Linked DNA regions of Mus musculus: region 2 is linked to region 1. A link is a contact called in public HiChIP or PLAC-seq data. All regions are on one chromosome and are shown on one strand. The core of a region is the stretch at or near the end of the contact, and the rest is flanking DNA. Distances in the headings are between cores, read along the strand shown.

What was found. HiChIP or PLAC-seq counts read pairs in DNA pulled down with a chosen protein or histone mark.
Region 2: an H3K27ac HiChIP or PLAC-seq map of microglia shows a contact between it and region 1, with 4 times the contacts expected there. The contact joins two enhancer-like sites. A contact is called at or near these places in 2 of 39 promoter capture datasets (the 3T3-L1 cell line and hippocampal neurons), 4 of 115 datasets of contacts at active chromatin or transcription factors (T-cell acute lymphoblastic leukemia, embryonic forebrain, large pre-B cells and 1 more) and 1 of 9 other capture datasets (embryonic stem cells).

Annotation. Positions count from the first base shown.
Region 1 is chr16:32,834,837-32,839,486 of GRCm38.p6, forward strand. Rubcn (RUN domain and cysteine-rich domain containing, Beclin 1-interacting protein) reads right to left here. Exons shown (of 19, transcript NM_172615.4): 8 at 3,402-3,517; 9 at 1,574-1,784; 10 at 1,078-1,179. Among named protein-coding and RNA genes, the nearest start is that of Smbd1, 27 kb to the left of the region's middle. Within about 2 kb of position 2,430, at least 2 of the 459 cell types and tissues checked have an H3K27ac peak or open chromatin away from gene starts, as enhancers often do. A contact at or near this core is called in microglia, where this site is marked.
Region 2 is chr16:33,189,188-33,193,383 of GRCm38.p6, forward strand. The region is part of intron 1 of Osbpl11 (oxysterol binding protein-like 11); the gene reads left to right. Among named protein-coding and RNA genes, the nearest start is that of Osbpl11, 6.2 kb to the left of the region's middle. Within about 2 kb of position 2,679, at least 53 of the 459 cell types and tissues checked have an H3K27ac peak or open chromatin away from gene starts, as enhancers often do. A contact at or near this core is called in microglia, where this site is marked.

The DNA.
Region 1 (4,650 bases), core at 1,180-3,679:
GGGTGGAAGACCATCAGACCGTTGCCTGAGAGTTCATCTGCTCAGTTACTTTTATTTTCTTTTTTTCTTTTCGAGAGAGGGTTTCTCTGTGTTCCCCTGGCTGTGCTGGAACTCACTCTGGAGCCCAGGCTGGCCTTGAACTCAGAAATTCGCCTGCCTCTGCCTTCCAAGTGCTGGGGTTAAAGGCGTTGTGCCACACTGCCCCGCTGCTCAGTTACTCTTATGCCCCCGGCTCTGAGTAGTTGCTATACCGGCTGCATGTGGTCTTAGGAGGTGCTACAATGTATAGGAGGCTGTTAGCCAAAGGCTGGACTCTGTCTATGGAGCTCTTAGGAGTCTGTCGCTCATGCTGGTGTGATTTTTACAATTACTATTATTACCATTATAATTATTATTATTAGTGATGTAGCCTGTAAGTAAACCAGTAACTCCCTGAGTCACCAGGTTCGACTTGTTTCTTTGGTCCTGCTATCAGGACTCAGGGAGGCCGGTGATGCCAAAGGCACATTCAGTGACCTGCTTTCCTACGCATGTTTTCCCCATCGCAGCCCCACCTCCTCCACTGACTGATGACTGCACCAAGGCTGGACAGTGCCCGAAGTCTGCTGAGAAGGAATTAAAGCTATGTAAACTGATAGGTTTTCCTTTATTTCTTCTTTTCTTTTTTCTTTTCTTTTTTTTTTTGCTTCTCCCTTAATGACTCCTGTCTTGTTTTTTAATTACAATAAAGCTCTTTTTTTTTAAATTTTAACAGATTTTGGAGCAATTTCCTGGTGTTATGGAGCCCAGGGAAACAGTCTAAATCATATGGTTTGGCTCAGCTAGGAGGAGGACCCAAAAGAGAGGTACAGACGTGAGGACAGAGTCAGAGTGACACCAACAGCTGGCCCCCTTATGATCAAGGCTGTCACCTTCATGCATGTTAACGGCATTTTTAGCATTAGTAGCCATCCCTTACAATAACGGTGCTCTGTAATGGGTCATAGTGAAGATCTTCTTCAGGGGTCACTCAGCCCAGCATTTCAAATGAGAAGAAACAAGTAATAAACACCCCTGTAACAAGCTGTCATTCCTCACCTTGGATTTCCAAGTCGTCAGCATCCTCAGCAGAGCCGGACTCAGAGAGCTGCGTCGAATCCCGTGAACTGAACTGGGAGCTGCTGGAGGTGACCCGGAAGCCTGTGATATTGAGATCGTCACAGTCACAGACAGGATCAAGGACAGGACCTGGCTGGGACTGAAGCTATACACCGAACTGACACTTGCTGCTGCTCCACTCAACTTTGGAGAAGCCCATCTGTGACTCCTGGCCTTAGTTCTCACCTTGGAAGCCCATTCTGAGATAAAGCTGTTTCTGATGTAGGAAACATGAGTTCTAGGGATATTCCTAGTCTATCAAGGGAAAAATAACACCATCACCAACAACACAGACCACCACAGTACTGTCTTCTGACAGCAGCGGAACCCTGAGCTGAGGTATAACACGTCACACAGAGCAGAGGAGAGCGGCCACATGGCCCAAGCTTGTGAAGCCATAAAGAGGCGAGTACTCGGCGGCCACAGGCCTACTCACTTCCATTCTCAGTCTCCCGGTACGCAGGGAGCAGGTTTTTGGTGCGGATCTGCTGGCGCCGAAGGCGGATCTTCTGCTTCAGTTCCTGGATCTCTCGGTCACTATCTTCCTCCTCTACTTCCTCCTCTTCTAGACACTGGCTCATCATGTTGCACTTCATCAGCTCAATGGCGGCAATCAAGGACTCGGAGATGCTGAAGTGGGCGTTTTCCTGGAGGAAGGAGGACCCCAAAGATGCTGCTTGTCAGGGGACTAAAAGTATGGAACACCTTGCTGAGTTCGCTGTGGGGAAGCAGAGCTTCACAGACGTGTGCTTTCCTCAGAAATACCAGGGGAAAAGCACCTGTCTGCTGTAAGGACAGCAGGCGGGCAGACAACCTGCTCTAGAGTCTCTGGCCATGACTGTCTCATCTGCTCCATGTTCTGTATAAAAATGAGAAGAGAATCTCAGCTCTCAGCCGAAGACTTCAGTGCCAGTCTTACTCCCTGGTGCTCCGCTCAACACAATGAAACAAACTATGGTTTAAAAAAAGTCACCAAACTGCAAGCACCGGGCACATTGGTGGGAGAGGAAGTGCTTGAAGGAAGATGTAGCTCACAGAGCAGCCACAGCACATGAAGAAAATGGTAGTTCCTTAAAGAGGGTCGACACAAAACAGTATCCCTGAAGCTGATGCGATTATCTATCTACACATGGAGGAACCACCTCCACGGCCCTAATGCTAACTCAGGTGTCTGGCAGCAAACTTTCCCACCACTCTAGGGCACTGAGAAAATGCAATGGACAGCGCTGCTGTGGCATGCAGACCAGCCTCACATGGTCTGGCTAGCTGAAGCTCTGCCCAGACTATGATGGGAAACACCGCTTGCTCTGGAGAAGATGAGACACTCCCAGATCTTCTAGAGAAGTCTGATAACATGGCTTCTAAGAATGAACACTTTGAACTGAGTCAACTCCTGAGGAAGATAAAACTTGAAGTTCTATCAGCTGCTGTTTTCTCTTATGACTGCTTTAAAAAATTACTCAAAGGTATCACACACCTGTAATCAGGAGGAATCTAAAGTTTGAAGCTAGTCTGGGCTGCATAGTAAAACCCTGACTCAAAACCAACAGCAAAATGTTGCTTATAGTTATATTGAATCCATGTCTAATGCTTTTGGACCCTGCCTATTGGACACTGCAGTTCTTTCCAGATGTTTCTGATAAGACAATTGACTCTTCGCTACTAATTAAGCTGATCAAGCCAGGCCATCATCCTTGAAACAAAGGCTAATGAAAGAGAGAACATGGCAGAAATTCCAAACAGGCTCTTTTCCTAAAGTCATACATTCATACACAAAGGAGTAAGATAAATATCATGTCCCAATATAAAAGATTAGTGCACAGATATAAAGTACACATATGAGATCCCAGGAATAAATACAGAACTTGGCCAGGTGGCGCATGCCTTTGATTCCAGCACTCAGGAGGCAGAGGCAGGTGGATCTCTGAGTTTGAGGCCAGGATGGTCTACAAAGTGAGTTCCAGAACAGCCAGGGCTACACAGAGAAACCCTGTCTTGAAAAACAAAGCAAAGCAAACAAAAAAATAGAACTTGATTCTGGGAGAAGTATTTGTGTGAGGCCATGGGGTCAAAGAACAAGCTGAGCATACGCTCCCTGAAGAGTCCCCAGACGAGTTCACTGAGCTTTCCTGCAGCTCATAGCTACTCCCGAGTACTCAGAATCTCATTAGAACTGTGGCAGCAGAGACCCCACACTGCACGAGCTCCCATAGGCCAGACCCCACACTGCACAAGCTCCTAATCTGCCCCTCTGAGCGCCTCACCTTTTCCAGGTCTGCACAGCTGCCAAAGTCTTGCTCAGAGAGGTAACTGATGAGGGACTGTCCTTCTGATGGTCTTCTAAACATGCCTTCTCCTGAGCAGAGGTACTGACCACCCTCTGTGGGAATTGGAGTGTAGATATAAAATTTCAGTCTTGAAACAAAAACTTGTAACAACCAAGCTTCTTCCAGAAGTCTGATGGTCTTCTATTAAAGGCGCTCTCAACTCTTCCCAGGTGAGGGAGAATTGGATGAAGACATCTATCTTCCTTTTTTTGGTTTTTTTCGAGACAGGGTTTCTCTGTGTAGCCCTGGCTGTCCTGGAACTCACTCTGTAGACCAGCCTGGCCTCAAACTCAGAGATCCACCTGCCTCTGCCTCCCAAGTGCTGGGATTAAAAGCATGCGCCACCACGCCCAGCTGACATCTATCTTCTAATGACATTATTTAGACTCTTTAAGAGTCACAGAGCACCAAACCTCTTGGAAGGAGAATGGTGGAATAAATGTGAGACCCTAGAGATCACCCTTTTCCTATCTAAACTCATCTGTAATACACTGTCCTTCCTACTCTACGGAAAAGGGAATGAGAACTAACACGGTGCTGAGCGGAGGGAAAGGACTGAGTGATTCCCACGTGGAACTCATCTCCTGGGAATTACAAAAAGACCCACCGTCAAGGCTCTCGCTCACTCAGGCTGCCATCGCCTGTGGTACTACGGACACTCGTGGTGGCATTCGGAGCATAAGAGAGGGTGGGAACCCTACATCAGTGAGGACCACGGGGAGTAGAATCTCAGTGTTGAAGATGGCAGAAGGACAGGCGAAAGCAGTCCACAGGCTGAGATGGGTTCCACAACGCAGGACTCAGCAGGCTCGGGGAGAGAGCAGAGCAGGGCAGTTTCCGCCCTTGCCTTCCGAGCGCTCAGTCACTGTTCTCTATGCACAAAGAGTTGGGGCGCTGACTGCACTGCTGTGGCCAGAGGAGGGAAGGGGTCTCTCAGATTCAAGCCATCATTGCAGGAGTCTAGTGTCAGTGACCACAGCAGGAAATAAGACACACATACAAGTGAGCAATAGGAACAACATTTAACTCTCTCATTCCCAAAGTCTTCACAACAGTCCAAGAATGCAAACACGTGGAGGAGCTGGGATGCCAGTGTGTCTAAGGGGAAAGGACAAGGCAACGCCAAGGTGAAAAACAAATCAGAATGTCTTCCACTTTCCTTTCCTTTTAAACCAATGTTACAAAA
Region 2 (4,196 bases), core at 1,429-3,928, 350 kb after region 1:
TGCAGTATGCATGCCTGTGAGCACGAGGAGCCCAGGTAGGGCATTGGGGTCCTCAGAGCTGTAGGTACAGATATTTGTGGAATTGGCTTGTTAAGTGGGTACAGGGATTTGAACAGCAGGCCTCATGGTTATGTAACAAGCAGTATTAACCACTTTCCCATCTCCAGCCCCTGCCCCTTGCCTCCTACCCCCTTTATTTGAGACAGGGTCTTACTATGTAACCCTGCATGGCCTGAATTTATAGGTAGAACAAGCTGGTCTCAAATTCACAGAGATCTGCCTGCTTCTTCTGCCTCTCCAGTGCTGGGGTTAAAAGAATGCAGCACCACACCCGGCTCTTCAACCCTGTTTCTTTCTGGTTTGTTTTTTTGGGTTTGGAAACAGGGTTTTTCTGTGTAGTCCTGGCTACCCTGGAACTAGGGACTAGTTCTGTGACCAAGCTGGACTGGAATGCAAAGATCTACCTGCCTCTGTCTCCTGAGTGTTAGGATCAAAGGTGTGAGCTACAGTGCCAGATAAAGTTGTGTTATTTCTTTATTTAGTAAGTACTTACTTATATTCAATATATTTTAGGATTTCACTTACTTACTTTTAGCAATATAGGAGACAAACCTAGAACCTTGCAAGCATGTAAGCCAACAATATTTTAGCTTTAAATAAAATAAAATGATACATGTCTGTGTGTGTAGGCATGTATGCCACATGGGCATGTGGAGGCCCGAGCCAGGAGTCAGCTCTCTCCTTCCACTATGTGCATTCCAAGGATTGAACTCAGTTCACTAAGCTTGGCAGCAAGTGCCTGTACCTACTGAGCCATCTCATTGGCCCCTTAGAGCACTTTTAATGACAAAGAAAAAACTTGTGTGTGTGTATGTGTTAGGGGGTGTGTAATGGTGTGTGTGTGTGAACGTGTACCAGGGTGTCCATGTCACCCTGGTCAGAAGGGAGTTGTGACAGTCAGTTCTTTGCTTCCACTTGTGGGTTGCAGAAATGGAACTTGAGTTGCCAGACTTACGTGATGTGACAAATGCTTTTACCTGCTTTCTCTGCAGCCGTCTCCACTTTAAGGTCTCTCTAAACCCAGGGATCCCCTTTCTCTGCCTCACCAAATCTGTGAGGAGTTTACTAAACCATACCTTTGTACCTCTGAGGGAGGTGGCAGGAGGACCAAGTAGGTCTCCTTGTCCCAGGCTGGGGCCCTGAACCCCAGACTTTCCTGCCTCCAGCCTTCCAAGTTGATTAAGGACATGTTACCACCATACCCAGCTAAAGCAGCGGCACTTATTATTTCACAGTGTGTGTGGGTTGAGTATTTTGGCGAAGCCAATTGTGTCCTCTCTCTGTTTTCCTCGAAGTCATGGTCACCCAGAACCTTGAATTTAAATAGGAAGGGTCTGCTTTTTAGCTCTCTCTTGGGACTCATGGAGGAAAGGAAGGACAGTTGACCCCAGTTGTCACCCACATTTAAAATTCTGAAAATGTGGAGGATAAATGAATCTGGGGCAGTGAGATTATACCCTGGGCTTTAGATGTGTCCAACTCAGTATGCCTGAGTGAATGCCTCACATTCAGCTTGCTTCAGAATGAAGGGACGTGGACTTCCCACAGTTCTCAGAGGAAGGTAATGGGCACTGTCTCTGTAAACAGAGAAGAAAATGGAAGTTGAAATGAGTTGGCCAGGATCCCATAGCTAGTAACTAGAAAAATTTTTATGACTGGTTATTTGCATAGAAGGATTAAAAGAAGATAGGCTGTAAATGAATGGATGCTTTTTACTGATAGTAGTAACTAGTTTAATACATGATTTGTCTCATGTTTTGCTACGATTCTAACTCATAACAATGATTTTTGAGACCGCTCAGTGTGTGAGCCTCTCTGTTACTCAGATCCCAATTAAGTGCATACCCAGCAGAATGGAAGTCGGAAGCTCTGGCCTTCATTTTCAGTGTCATTGAAAAGAATCAGGGAAGGAAAAGAACCTCTTCCGTGTTTGCTGACTGTCTCTTGATTACTCTAGGAAAAAGTTGGTTGAATTTATTCCATTGGCCCTAAGTTATCTTTCCTTTAGAGTCATTTTAATTCAGGGTCCCTTCTTTTTCACTGTGAAAGCTGGCAGTTCATAGATGAATTTTCTCTTTATTTTTCTCTTCTCTGTGTCAGCTTGTTTTGTTGTGTTGTTTTTGTTTTTTGAGACAGGATTTCTCAGTGTAGTCTTTGGATGTCCTGAAACTCCCTCTGTAGACCATGCTGGCCTCAAACTCAGAGATCCACCTTCATCTGCCTTCCAAGTGCCAGGATTAAAGGTTTGTGCAAAGGCAGGCTTACAAATCCGACACTTCGCTGTTTATTGAAATGGATGGAAAGGAACAAACCAAAGGAAGTGCTAAAAGGCAGGCTGGGCATGTGTGGTAGGGACTGCCTCTCCAAACTTTAAACACTTCAAACCTTGTGTTTTTGGCTTTCTACCTGCTAACGACAGCTAGCTAAAAGGCAGGTCTCTTTTCTGCATTAGCAAGCAGTTTTGCTTTTCAGAGGAAGGGCTGGCGGAAGCCTTGGAATGTGCCTCTGTCTTCTAGGCTGCTGTTACACAGCCTTGAAAACAACTATGGAGCAAAGGGCAGCCAGTCCCTCTGCTCACTGCTTCCTTGGAAGACAGATCATGTGTGCCATTGCTTACATCTTTTTATTGTGATGAAATTTAAGTCTTATGTGATGAAACAAAGTCTTATTTGGCAGAGTCAGTAGTACAGCTTGCTGCTTTTTGATAAGACTTGTGTTCTAGCCAGGCCTTGAAGTTCTGCCCTTTAACACACTCTGTCTTGGGTGTAGGTGTTGCTTGCCCTCTTTGTGACCGGTGTGCTGCTATTGCCCTGAGGACTGAAGTCAGTGTGTCCATTCCTGCACAGGAGTCGGCCATTTCCCTATGAAATTGTAGCCTGTTAATTTGCTAGCTTGTGAATAGGGCAATCCTGAGACCCTTTGTAGTTCTAGTAGAATATCTACTGGAGAATACTACAATAATGAAAATGATCAGTTTGGGTGCTGGAACAAACCAGTGGCTTTTTCTCTCTCACGCTGTCCCTTTCTCATTTCACATCTACTCAGTCAGCAGGTCCTGTCACCCCAGCCCTGTTACCATAGCCTCCTGTACTCTGTTTGATGAGATATTCTTTTTAGACAGATATAATACATAGTCTCTGGTTTGTAGCTCCTAGATTGTGTATAGATACATAAAATAGATGCATGTGACTGTGATGTGAAAGTAGATGCAACACTGCCCAGTGGGACAAAGGGGACTGATGGGAGGGAGGGGCATGGAGAGAGGGAGCTCATACACACTGGACACTTGAAGGAAAACTTGAAAAGGCAAAGAAGAAAGGTCTTTAAACAACATACTCCTGTTGTTATGTGCTCCAGTGCCAGAGACCCGTACTGCTGTTTTCTCTGTGTGACGTTTTTCTCCTGGGGAATTTCTCTTACTTTTCAGTGGGTTTTCAGAGTGCTTTGTAATAATCCCTTTCCCTCCCTCCCTCCCTCCCTCCCTCCCTTTCTTGTTTCTTTTTCCTGTTTGTTTGTTTGTTTGTTTGTTTGTTTGAAACAGATTCACTCTGTGTAGCCCTGGCTGTCCTGGAATTTGCTGTGTAGATCAGGGTGGCCTCAAACCCAGAGATCTGTCTACCTCTGCCTTCCAAGTGCTGATACTAAAGAGGCAATCCACCACTGCCTGGGAGTCGCTTGTTCTTAACTGAAAGGATCTGAAAGTGTTTAAAGCAAGGTTGATTTTAAACATTTTATGTAACTTAAGTCTGATAAAGGTTAATGGTTGGAGCCTAACACCTGTGACACCACCCCTTAGGGAGTTAAGGCTTGAGAAGTTCAGGGCTAGCCTAGGAGGTAGGTAGGTAGGGTGTGTGTGTGTGTGTGTATCTGTCTGTCTGTGAATGTGTATATAGCAAGACTATCAAACAAACAAAAAGAAGTAAGTATGGAGTAATAATGGAATTTGGGAATTGAAACAATCTAGGAGGAGTGTCAGACTAAATGTATTAATACCACTGGGCAGACAGCCAATTGTGAACCACCCAACATGGGTGCTAGGAAGAGAACTCAGGGCCCCTGGAAGAGCAACCACCAAGCCCCTTCACCAACTATTTCCCTAGACAGCTTCCAGGACGAATTCCAAGGAGATGATACTT